Regions from separate parts of the Mus musculus genome. Here regions 1, 2 and 4 are each linked to region 3. Evidence: chromatin contacts called from public HiChIP or PLAC-seq and Micro-C data. All regions are on one chromosome and are shown on one strand. Each heading gives the region's core, a stretch centred on a gene start, on an enhancer-like site or on the middle of the called end of the contact. The rest is flanking DNA. Distances are from core to core; before and after follow the strand shown.

Region 1 (2,841 bases), core at 102-2,601, 210 kb after region 3:
TTCTCTACCACGGCAATGCTGGCCACAGACCTGCTCTGGCTGGTTGTTCATTAACTTCATAGAGGGCTTTTCCCTGGTATGCGAGGGCAGCCTCTGACCCAGATAAAGTCTCTACTAACAGTGTGACCTTTACAGAGTGGCAGGGCTGTGTCCCCTCTGGGTCTCTGAAATAATAAATCATCTAGGGCTGGTGAGAGAGGCCACACGAGGAGTCAGACAGAGGACAAAGGGGAGGGGGTGCTAAATCTAAATTCTAGGGGGTTAGGTTTTTTTCAATTTTATTTTTGCTTTTGCAGTGGTTTTCTTAAAACATAATTATAATCTAATGGCTCAAACGCCAACACCTGGAGTTCTACTGTCTCAATCCCTATCTGTCTCATTTAGAAGAAGCAGGATGCTAAGCAGGACTGTTGTTTCCCATCCAGGGGCAGACAGCAAGGCTGCAAGGGGCAGGGAGGAAGGGTGGAAGTGCATCCATCCTGGCTGCTGGAGCCTCATCAGATGATACCTCCCCCACCCCAGGAGAGGGCCATCCATCAAATCCCCCTGCCCTAGCCTTACCAAAAAAAAAAAAAAAAGGACTCCCAAGCCTACAGAGGTTTGGGCATGAGAGGTTCCCCCAAAAGAAGTTGAATGTGACAATTTGTTGTTGTTGTTGTTGTTGTTGTTGTTTGTTTTTATTTCGGTGCCAGGCTAAAATATAAATTCTAGGCCAAGAGTTTGAGATTATTGTGATTTTGTTGTTGTTGATGCTCTGAAGGTAGTTTTTTAGGATCAGAATCTCGGTGCATGGAGGGACTGTAAAAGACTGAGAGGTGCCCAGGGTCTCCGTTCTCAATAGCTCTTTGTAAATGTTCCTTGCTACGGGTTTAGGAGCTCTATCTTATTTTAAAAATTTAAAGCCATTTTCAGAGCCTCAAGGCAGCAGTTGGAAATTCCCTCCCTCCTACTTTTCTTTTCTCCCTCCCTTCCCCTCCCTCCCCCTTACTTCCATTTGTTACTGGGGCTAGAATGCAAGGTCTCTCACTCAGCCAAAGATCTACAGCCCGAGCCCTGTGGGCCCTGTTGCTTTTGATGTTGAGACTAGGCTAAGTTGCCTGGGCTGTTCCTAATCACACCCGTAGCCTGGACAGGCCCTGAAATTGGAATCTTCCTGAATAAAGAGAGCCCGGCACCACCAGTTTCCTACCCTGCCAGACCCTTACATCTGAAAATCCTAAATTCGTCCACATTCCTGAGTTGATAAACAGAGAAAAATTGAACTCAACAAAAGTGGAATGGGTAGAAACTCCCCTAGACTATATCCTCTCTGGCACCGGGAGAAACAACCTGGGCATTTTCTTCCAGTGTGTTAGATCATACAACCTGTCCAAGAAGAGGAAAAACAGCCTGCTGCCCTCTGGGGTGTGATTAATCCCTATTTGTTAATTTTTAACTTTTAGCTTTCTTTTTTACCACCTAAGCTTATACTTTTTTGCCTTGAAGGCCCAAAGGCCGACAGAGGGGCTCTAAGGTGTTTTGCAAACACTTAAAACGAACAAAACCTCCAGTTTCAGGGCTCACCTTCCCCACTGTGAGGTTAGGCATGAGAGCTCCGGGGATTAAAGAATAGCGACAGTGTCCTGAGGATTGCACGGCCGCTGCCTTCAGACCAAGGGCCCACAGAGTTTTAATGGCCAGATCCTTATCTAGCCAGAACTCATTTTGATGTGCATTTTACAAGCCACTGGTCAAGATATAAAAGTAGTTTAAGCCCCGAAAAAAAATTACTGAGGGCAGGCATCGAACAGTTTGTAAATCCATAGGATTTTATGCCTTAGGGAGTGCAAATCCTTCTCTTTAGATAATGTAAATTGGGCAGAAGTCATAAATAGGGAAATAAATACCATCACGATCCAGCTCCCAGCATAGGAAGCTACTGCCACTGAGGGTTGTCACTAAGCTCAGCAGCAGGGCCTGCAGAGCCAGGTGTTCTCTGGGGTCAGCCATTTTGTTCTTACTGGTTTAATAACCGTCCTCACTCCGCATCTTCACTGAGAGCTTGCGAGGAGGCCGCAGCCACCTCCATTCCCAGAAAACTCATTTTGGGGGTGCCTGCATTTGGACAACGGCTGCTTCATTTTCCGATCTCTGGCTGGGGCTGGAACGTGGGTGCTCTGTGATTGCATTACTTATTTCATACGTTTTCCTTGGAATGTCTACCTGTGGCCACTGCCCTGCTTTGGCGGCCTCTTGATTTATGGTGGCTATAAACATTCCAAAGTACACACGTCAGTTAAATAATACCATAACATTATACAGTTACAATTTTGTTATAAATGTGCCGACAGAGCAGGAAAAAAAGGCAGTTTCTATGCTTCTTCCCACCCCACATTCCTTCCTGCTTCCTTCACTGTGATGATCTTGGAAGCCACCAGCTCTGTGAAATTAGGGCAGACATCTAGGGTTCAGATATGGAGTGGTCTAACCACCTCCCAGCCCTACCCTCCTGAAATGGTCCTGTGTTCTTCAGCATTGGTGTGTCCTGATACAACACATACCTCTTTAAGGGCTAATGAGATGGCTCAGTGGGTAAAGGCTCTTGCAAAAATGCACAAACCTGGAGGTGTAAGTATGGCCTGTGGAACCAGTGGAAAGGGAGGACTGAGTTCAGGGAGTTGTTCCCTAACCCCCACGAGTATGCCATAGCACACATGAACATGCATATGGACACACACCTGTATGCATGCATGAATGCACACACATACATGCATTCACACACATACACAAAGGATACTGAAAGAGGGAAGGAAGAAAACCTGCCTGTGGACCCAGGGATTTGGAGAGATTGTTATTCAGTCA
Region 2 (2,741 bases), core at 118-2,617, 190 kb before region 3:
ACACCCTTGAGAGAATATACAGTTGGTATGAGTTGGGGGGCGGTGTTGGTAGCGGTTGGTGTGGGAATGAGATCTGGGCACTCAGCTTTATTCTGGGTTTGGGGTTCCAGGAGGGGAAAGTTTGATCTGAGTTCTAGCATCTCTATGTAGACACAGTTGATGGAATCTTGGGGTCACCTAAAATAGATCTGGTCATGCTTGGCCTGGATTTGGGGTTTCCTAAGGTGGGTAGGATTTTGTTTAGTATCTCTGGATAGCCAGTGGGGATGGAGGACATGGGTTCCCGAGGCAGTGGTCATTAGCCTAGAAACCAAGTTCAGTCTTGGTCGACTTTGTCCTGGGTCTTGAGGGTCCCAGGTCCAGATGGCTTCTTCTGTGTTTGTGCAGACATGTATGGACACGGTTGGTTTGAGTTTTAGGGTTGGGGCTCTGAGCTAGTTATTTTCAGCTTGGAGATTTGGGGTTCAATCTTAGGCAGATGTCCTCTGCCTTTGGGGACCTGAGGCCAACAAGGTTTGTCCCAGCTTCTGAAATGCTCGCATAGACAGGCTAACTAGAGAATTTGGTATCCACCACTTAGGGTTTGGTTTGGATCCAGGTTCTCATGGGGGGAAAGGCCTGTCCTCGATTTGGTAGTGGTAGGGTCTACTAAGACCTAGTTTTGTTTCAAGAGTGAAGTCTTAGGTAGACATGGTTGTCTTGGGGGCCTGGGCTCCCTAAGGAAGACAAGAGGCTGCCCAGAAGGTCTTGTGGTTTTGAGAGTTGAGGTTCTGAGCAGCCTGGACTTGCTCAAGGTTGGCAGACCACAGCCTGCGACAGACACAATGCTTGTGAATGAGGTTCACCTATATATTTGGGGTTAATAAGACACCCACCCATGTGCTTGGAGTTAGGAGCCCTTGAGTGGCCAGCGCTCCAAGGGGCCGTTCTAGATGGGGCTCGAGTGGTTGGGTTTGACTTGGTCACCTTGGATTCTCTGGCAGTTACGAGTGTCATGGGGACCCAGGGCAGGAGTGGGCCGGGGGGGGGGGCCATTGAGTGGGAGGAGCTCATGGGGTGCGGGAAGGGGTCGGGCAGGGGCCACCTCGGTCCAGGAAATGCAGCCGCTGCAGGTTGAAGGGGATGCCGACCATCAGGTCCAGCTCTTCTTTGAGCTCCCGCACTGTCATGTCGTTGCGGCAGTTGGCCACGCGGAACAGCTCCCCAGTCTCCTCCAGCTTCACCCGCAGGACATAGACGTCAGGAGTCAAGTCTGGCGACACGGTGGAGGCAAGCGGGTCCCCTGTGTGCCCCCTAACCTGTGCGCGGGCCCTGCTGGAGGGCTGAGTGTGGCGCGCGCCCGCCTTGGGGTCGTCCCCCTGCCGTTTCGGCGGACGCGCGCCCGCCCCCGCCACGTCTGCCGCCCTCCGCATGGCCCGCGTCATCCCGCGCGTCATCGCCGCCCCCGCCTGGGGCCCCCGGGACAGGAGAGGGGCGCCCGCGCTTCCGGAGACTGCTCCCCCCCCCCCCCCCCAGCCTCCTCCGCGGTCCTCGCCAGCCTGCTAGCCCTGTGGGGAACCTCTTGTCTGTTCAGGGCAGTCTGCATGGTTAGGGAGAAACGCTGGGTCCACAGTTTCTAAGGTGGTCGACAGGCTTGCTGCCGTGTGCTTTTAGGAACATAGCAATCCAAGCTAACCTGGGCCACGCTGGAACAGGCAGAGGCTTGGGTGGAAATGGCATCAAACCCGTGTGCCCTGACGTTGTGACATCCTCGGAGGGAGAAAAGTATGGAACACATCTGATGGGAAGGCTAGGCTTAAACCTTTTCAGGGGAAGCTCAAACCGCAGGGTTGGGAGGGTGTAGGCCCTCAAATACCACCAGACCCAAAGCAAGGCCTTTAGGGGCTAGAGGAAGCACCATGGAACGGGCAGGGAGCCAGAACGCCCTTCAAAAACTCTGTTGTTACCACGAACAAAATAGAAGCTTGAAAAATAGTTTGTATAGCAGTTACACAAATTTGGTCTAAGGCATGGTGGTCCAGGCCACCCACTCACTTGGGGGCAGAGGCACATGCAGTTCAAGGTGACATAAAGGGACGGTGGTTTAATCCTTTTATATCAGAGAGGCTCATTCTAAATGATGGATAATTATAATGTGTACAGTGAACAGGCTGGGGTCTTACAGTCTTTCTTTTTTTTTTTTTTCTTTTTTCTTTTTCTGCAGTACTGAGTATTGATCCCAAGGCTCCACCCAGGAACAGAACTCCCCCCCCCCCCCCCAGCAGCTGTCTTGTAGCCACAGTCTTGATAGGAGGCTGGTCTTGTCATAAGTGAACAATTTCATTTCAGTACCTAGATTCTACCTCAGAACACTAAATAGTTATTTTTATCTTTATTATTTGTCTTTTGTTTGTGGGATTTTTTTGTTTTGTTTTGTTTTGTTTTGTTTTGTTTTGTTTTTTGAGACAGGGTTTCTCTGTGTAGCCCTGAGTGCCCTGGAACTCACTCTGTAGACCAGGTTGACCTCAAAATCAGAGATCTGCCTGCCTCTGCTTCCCGAGTGCTCTGATTAAAGGCGTGTGTCATGACTGCCTGGTGTTTTTGCTCTTCTTTCTAGAAAATTATGCTCTATAAAGGATCCAAGATTCTAGCTGAGAATAATTTTCCCTCCTTTTAGACCAACAGACTTGATAAGTTTCCATTACCTGAGCAGTAGAAGCTTGTTTTGCTGCAGAGGCCCTGCAGCGTGCCTCGTGTTCTTA
Region 3 (2,733 bases), core at 83-2,582:
AGTGCGGGATTAAAGGTGTGGGCTACCAACTACAGGCAAATCGGACCCATAGTGTGGGAATGAATGTAAGCCTGGACTCAGCCAGGCAGGAACCCCTCCTAGCCTTTTATCTCCTCCTATCTAGGAAGGAGAAACTTCTCATGGGACAGACTGCAGAAGGCAGGCCTGATATCCTTTGATACACAGTAGCAGGAGCTGTGGGGCAGACCTTTGGGTTTGTGTGTGTGTGTGTGTGTGTGTGTGTGTGTGCGTGCGTGCGTGTGCCTGTGTGTGTGTGTGTGTGTGTGTGCGTGTGTGCGTGCCTGTGTGTGTGTGCGTGCGTGCGTGTGCCTGTGTGTGTGTGTGTGTGCGTGTGTGCGTGCCTGTGTGTGTGTGCGTGTGTGCGTGCCTGTGTGTGTGTGTGTGTGTGTGTGTGCGCGCGTGCCTGTGTGTGTGTGTGTGTGTGTGTGTGCGTGCCTGTGTGTGTGTGCATGCGTGCCTGTGTGTGTGTGTGTGTGTGTGTGTGCGCGCGCGTGCCTGTGTGTGTGTGTGTGTGTGTGCGTGCCTCTGTGTGTGTGTGCGTGCCTATGTGTGTGTGTGCGTGTGTGTGTGTGTGTGTGTGTGCGCACGCGTACGTGTGTGCGTGCCTGTGTGTGTGTGTGTGCGCGCGCGTGCGCGTGTGTGCGTGCCTGTGTGTGTGTGTGTGTGTGTGTGCGCGCGTGCCTGTGTGTGTGTGTGTGTGTGTGCGTGTGTGCGTGCCTGTGTGTGTGCGTGCGTGTGTGCGTGCCTGTGTGTGTGTGTGTGCGTGTGTGCGTGCCTGTGTGTGTGTGTGTGCGTGTGTGCGTGCCTGTGTGTGTGTGTGCGTGTGTGCGTGCCTGTGTGTGTGCGTGCGTGTGTGCGTGCCTGTGTGTGTGTGTGTGCGTGTGTGCGTGCCTGTGTGTGCGTGTGTGCGTGCCTGTGTGTGTGTGTGCGTGTGTGCGTGCCTGTGTGTGTGCGCGCGTGTGCATGCATTTGTGGACTAAGGAAACTGGGTTCTATTTCAGGTTTTTCTGTTTTTTATTTTGCTGTTGTTGTTGTTTTAATCAGAAAAATAGACAGCAGAATAATGCCCTCCTCCCACAGCAGCGCCTGCTTCTTCGGATGGAGTGGGGTAATGGCAGTCTGAAGAGCAGGAGCCTAGGTTCTGGTTGGAGATGCAAGGCCCACACTGACTCTGAGGTGCCCCCTGATTGTGAACTTAGGTTTCAGGGAAGGCCACTAGGGGCAAAGCTTATTAAAGCTGTGCAGCAGAGAGAGTATAGCAGCCCTCCTATAACTGGGCCTGGCTGAGTCATGGGGAAACAGGTCCGAGGAAGTGAATCAGAATACAAGACTCCCTCAGTACAGCGGGGTGCCTTGGGTGAGCTCCCTCTGGGTTCTGGGTGGGGGTAGGGCAGGAGTTGGAATTGCTTTTCCTGCTGTGGCAAATCCAGCTTTTATGCCGTCTCCAGAATTCTATTGGCAAAATCATATTTCAAGCCTTACCTTGATGAGCTGCGTGGGAAATGGGGTGGAGAGAAGTGAAAACCATCCTGAAATGATTTGAGTTATTCTGTTTTCTTTCTCGAAAAGATCATTTGGCAATGTTTCCTTGAGAAAAATAGGACTTTGGTGTTTCTCCCATTTTATGTCTTCAGCGAGAGCTGTGAGATAGGTGAGGGTGGCTCTGTGTGAGCGCACAATCTTTGTATCAGAAATCAGGCACCCAAGTTCCAGACCCACCTACAGCTCAGCTGGCACCTGCTGTGAGGCTGGGACAGGCCCCAGTTTTTCTGGCCTTAACTGCTGACCTGAAAGATGGGGGTTGGGGAAGTTGTACATCTCTGCTGGCCACGGCCTTCCTCAGGGTCCAGATGGGAGAGCTGGGGAGCTGTTTTCCTCCACAGTGTAAGACCTAGCGTGACAAACGACTCCGATAACCACATTGTGACCCTCCTAATGAAATATTTTCTTTCTCAGTGATGTTACAGCCTTTCGATTATGATCCCAATGAGAAAAGTAAACACAAGTTTATGGTTCAGTCTATGTTTGCTCCGCCTGACACTTCTGATATGGAGGCAGTAGTAAGTACGAACACTTCTTCTTCTCTCCAGCCCGCTAGGGCAGCCATGGCGGGTGCTGTTAGGGAGGTGTACACTCAGGCCCCTGTACCACTTTCCCAACTTTGATGAATAGCTTTAACATTTTACATGGCTGTTCTTTTCTGACTCGATGAACTGAACTTGCTTCAATTCTCTGCTCTTGTGGACCTTCTCCTCCCTCTCCTGCACCACAGCGGCGTGCTCTATCCTGAGTGGATGCTTCTGGCCTGTCTCCAGCCCTCATGCCCGGAAGGGTTTGCCTAACATTAAATGCCCCTCCCCTCCCCCCCAGTGATACTGCCCGCTGTTGCTTTCCTCTGCGGAGCGGAAGTAGCTCTGGTCAGCTTTGTTCTTCCCTCTTTACTGAGGACGGAGCTTGGGTCTTGTTCACACTAAGCATCTGCTCTGTCTCTGAACAGGCCCTGCTTCTTTGTTCTTTAATTGCCTTCATTTTTATCCCTCCTTCCTCATGTAAGTACATGTTTAACAGTGTCCCTAATTTTGGTAAAATTAAGATGCCTTCGTTTTTTATAAATAAGCAGGATTTTATGGTATTGATTTTTCCAGAAGAAGGGGCATTAGAACGGCAATTCTCCCCAAAGGTGGCTCTTACCTACTCCAGGAGACAGGACCT
Region 4 (2,700 bases), core at 41-2,540, 250 kb after region 3:
GGGGTCCACTGTGAAATAACCAGCATGTGGGAGGGAACATGTAGAGAAACCGGGGGTTCACTCCATGGCAACAGGAAGCAGAATAGAGCCATAACAGGAAGGGGCAATACAACACAGAGCCTGGACAGACACACTTCCAGGGAGCTATTCCTCAGACCAGGCCTCTATCCCAGTCTTGGTATCTTCCAAAAGTCTACTCATATTTTAGATCCATCAGTGATTTAAACTATGCATTGGGTCCAAGTCCTCATGATCTAACCCTGGTGGTCCTTGAAGACCACCCAGACATGTGGTTTGCTAAGTTCTGGAATGTTCTCAGTCCCGTAAAGGTGACGATAAACATTAACTATCAAGTGACCCAGTCGCCTCTCCAGCCCCGGCCTCTGAGTCTCGGAGAAGTAAGCAGCACACTGAGGCTTAATGTTCCCGATATCGCTGGCTTTCCAGTTCAAATATGATATATTATGTTGTGGTTTAAGATCCCCTAGGACTGCAACAAAGATGTAGCCAAAAGCTGGGTGTTTTGCTGGGGTTAGAGTTTCTAGCTGGGTTATGATCAGGCTAACTTGACTTCAGGGTTCAGACCCAGTTGAGTTGGAGACAGTTTGAGACAGACTCTCTCCCCATCTCTTTCCCTCTCTCCTTGTTAAAACTGGAATGGAAGTTTTCATACTGGCTATGAGCAGGCTACTGAGAGGAAGACCAGAGAACTTTTTAACCTAGAAGAGCGTCAACTGAAGTGAGTTTTCAAATGAAAATACCAAACTATGATGTGCCTGGTGAACTGCGTGTGCACACATGGCACACATGGGACAACTTGCTGCTCTTGTCAGGCTTGGGTGTGGGGACCCAGAGACTGAAGCAAGTGCACTGTGTATAGTGTGTGCACAGGAAGGTCAGTATGACTATGTGCATGTGTGAATATTTAATGCAGTGTGTATGCATGAGAATGCATTTCAAATACAGTGTGCTCATGTGCCTATGTGTGCAGTGAGTATACAGTATGTGCATGAGTGTGTGTGTGCATGAGTGTGTACAGGAGGTAGTGTGTCTATGTACATGGGAGTATGTATGTGAGAATATACAGTGCAGTATGTGCACGTGACCATGAATAACAAATATAGTGTGCCAGTCCGTGTGTGTGTGTGTGTGTGTGTGTAGATAATTGTACATGGTGAGTGTGTGCGGTGCTCAGGTTTTTGCAAATAGGTGCTTGTACAATGTTCCTGAGCCTGCTTTTCCCTCTCTCCCTGTTCTTCTGTCACGCTAAAGCCTCATTAATGTGCAGAGGGTGTTGAAGTCAGAGCCTGGATGAGTCACCGCTGAGCTGCAGACAGTGGAGGCCGCTGAGCTGTGGACAGTGGGGGCCGCTGAGCTGTGGGCAGTGGGGGCCGCTGAGCTGTGGGCAGTGGGGGCCGCTGAGCTGTGGGCAGTGGGGGCCGTGCTGGGTAGGGCCTCCCCACTGGCCTCCGTTCTCAGCCAGCCTTCTCACCACACACACCCACCTTCCCTGGGGTGGGGTGGTGTCAGCCTAGCGGCTCTTTGGGAAAGAGACTTAACTCCAGAGGCTATGGATGTTTTTCTCTCTGCAGACCTCAGCAGAGGTTGGCAGGACAGACACTCTTTCCAAGATTGCCCTTCTCAGCACCCTGTGAATATTGATCTGTGCCCCCGGTGCTCAGTCTACCCATGCAGGTGTCTCTCACATGTGACTCTTTATTGGGGAGCTACCTGCCCCCAACAGAATCACCATCCTTTCCTATACAGCCAGCTTGCCCTTCTGGGTATGGCACGGAAGACCCAAGCACCACACAAGGTCTCATGACAAGGTCTCAAGACAAGGGTCTCATGAGGCAGGTGAATAACAGGAGTGCTTCAGGCAGACAGAAGCACCACTTGAGGTGTCTCTGTAGACATGGGGATTGCCTGAAATTACCACATTCGTGAATTGGGGTGCAAACCCCACAGATCTGCATGCTGACAGCCCAGGGCTTGCTACAGGGTGGGAGCTAGGGAGACACATCCTAAATGGAGACTGGGTAACAACCAGGCAGAGAAGTCAGTAGTTTCAGGAATACATGACTAAGAGAGCTACTCCAGGAGCAGGCTTAAATGGAAAGAAGAGCTAACTGCAAAGACCCTCTGTCTCAGGCAGTGGGATTGGCTGAGGAGGGCAAGATTGGATGGCCGCAGATGAGGCCTCTGGCTGTAGGATGGAGGTGGGGTTCTGTTCTCAGTGAAATAGGAAGCTGGGAAACAGTCAGAAAAGGGTGATGGTGTTATGAGTCACATTCCAAGGCAGGAGGCCTCTGTAGGGGACCAGAGAGCAGCAGAACACCTTCCCTGTTGAAAGGAGACCCACGGTCTTTAGAGACAGCTCCTCAATGACTCCAGGCTGGATCCTTATTTGTACTTAGCAGTGCTGGTGGCCATCTCTTATGCACCTCAGACCGTGTGCTCACCGAATCCTCTCCACATACTCTGAAGACAACGATGCTAGCCTGCTTATCAGGCAGCCCCAAATAGCACATTCTTCCTCTCCAGGGTGGTTTGCTCTGTAAGGGCTGACTTACATGTACCTGGGGCAATGTATGTACATTGACAGACTATGGTTACAAAGAAGGGGAGATATAATTCTGTTTTGCAGAGAAGAAAAGTAAGGCAGACATGCTAAGGCACTGGGTCTTCCATCTCCCCCAG

Evidence for each region. A called contact is a pair of places that touch in the nucleus more often than the background predicts. HiChIP or PLAC-seq counts read pairs in DNA pulled down with a chosen protein or histone mark.
Region 1: an HNF4G HiChIP or PLAC-seq map of pancreatic cancer cells shows a contact between it and region 3. The contact joins two enhancer-like sites. A contact is called at or near these places in 1 of 115 datasets of contacts at active chromatin or transcription factors (pancreatic cancer cells) and 1 of 9 other capture datasets (embryonic stem cells).
Region 2: a Micro-C map of embryonic stem cells shows a contact between it and region 3, with 2.1 times the contacts expected there. The contact joins the promoter of Ankrd60 here to the enhancer-like site in region 3. A contact is called at or near these places in 3 of 39 promoter capture datasets (the 3T3-L1 cell line and embryonic stem cells), 8 of 484 Hi-C or Micro-C datasets (the AML12 cell line, cortical neurons, embryonic stem cells and 3 more), 4 of 115 datasets of contacts at active chromatin or transcription factors (differentiating embryonic stem cells, embryonic hindbrain and embryonic stem cells) and 2 of 9 other capture datasets (adipose tissue and liver).
Region 4: a FOXA1 HiChIP or PLAC-seq map of pancreatic cancer cells shows a contact between it and region 3. The contact joins two enhancer-like sites. A contact is called at or near these places in 1 of 484 Hi-C or Micro-C datasets (nephron progenitors) and 2 of 115 datasets of contacts at active chromatin or transcription factors (embryonic stem cells and pancreatic cancer cells).

The regions. Positions count from the first base shown.
Region 1 is chr2:173,976,375-173,979,215 of GRCm38.p6, forward strand. No RefSeq gene overlaps it. Among named protein-coding and RNA genes, the nearest start is that of Gm30143, 41 kb to the right of the region's middle. Within about 2 kb of position 1,352, at least 58 of the 459 cell types and tissues checked have an H3K27ac peak or open chromatin away from gene starts, as enhancers often do. A contact at or near this core is called in pancreatic cancer cells, where this site is marked.
Region 2 is chr2:173,576,906-173,579,646 of GRCm38.p6, forward strand. It overlaps Ankrd60 (ankyrin repeat domain 60), which reads right to left and starts at 1,368. Exons shown (of 4, transcript NM_027303.2): 1 at 1,085-1,368. The coding sequence starts at 1,169. It also overlaps the pseudogene Ppp4r1l-ps.
Region 3 is chr2:173,769,544-173,772,276 of GRCm38.p6, forward strand. Vapb (vesicle-associated membrane protein, associated protein B and C) reads left to right here. Exons shown (of 6, transcript NM_019806.5): 3 at 1,978-2,081. Among named protein-coding and RNA genes, the nearest start is that of Vapb, 33 kb to the left of the region's middle. Within about 2 kb of position 1,333, at least 80 of the 459 cell types and tissues checked have an H3K27ac peak or open chromatin away from gene starts, as enhancers often do. A contact at or near this core is called in differentiating embryonic stem cells, embryonic stem cells and pancreatic cancer cells, where this site is marked.
Region 4 is chr2:174,024,336-174,027,035 of GRCm38.p6, forward strand. No RefSeq gene overlaps it. Among named protein-coding and RNA genes, the nearest start is that of Gm30143, 6.5 kb to the left of the region's middle. Within about 2 kb of position 1,291, at least 32 of the 459 cell types and tissues checked have an H3K27ac peak or open chromatin away from gene starts, as enhancers often do. A contact at or near this core is called in pancreatic cancer cells, where this site is marked.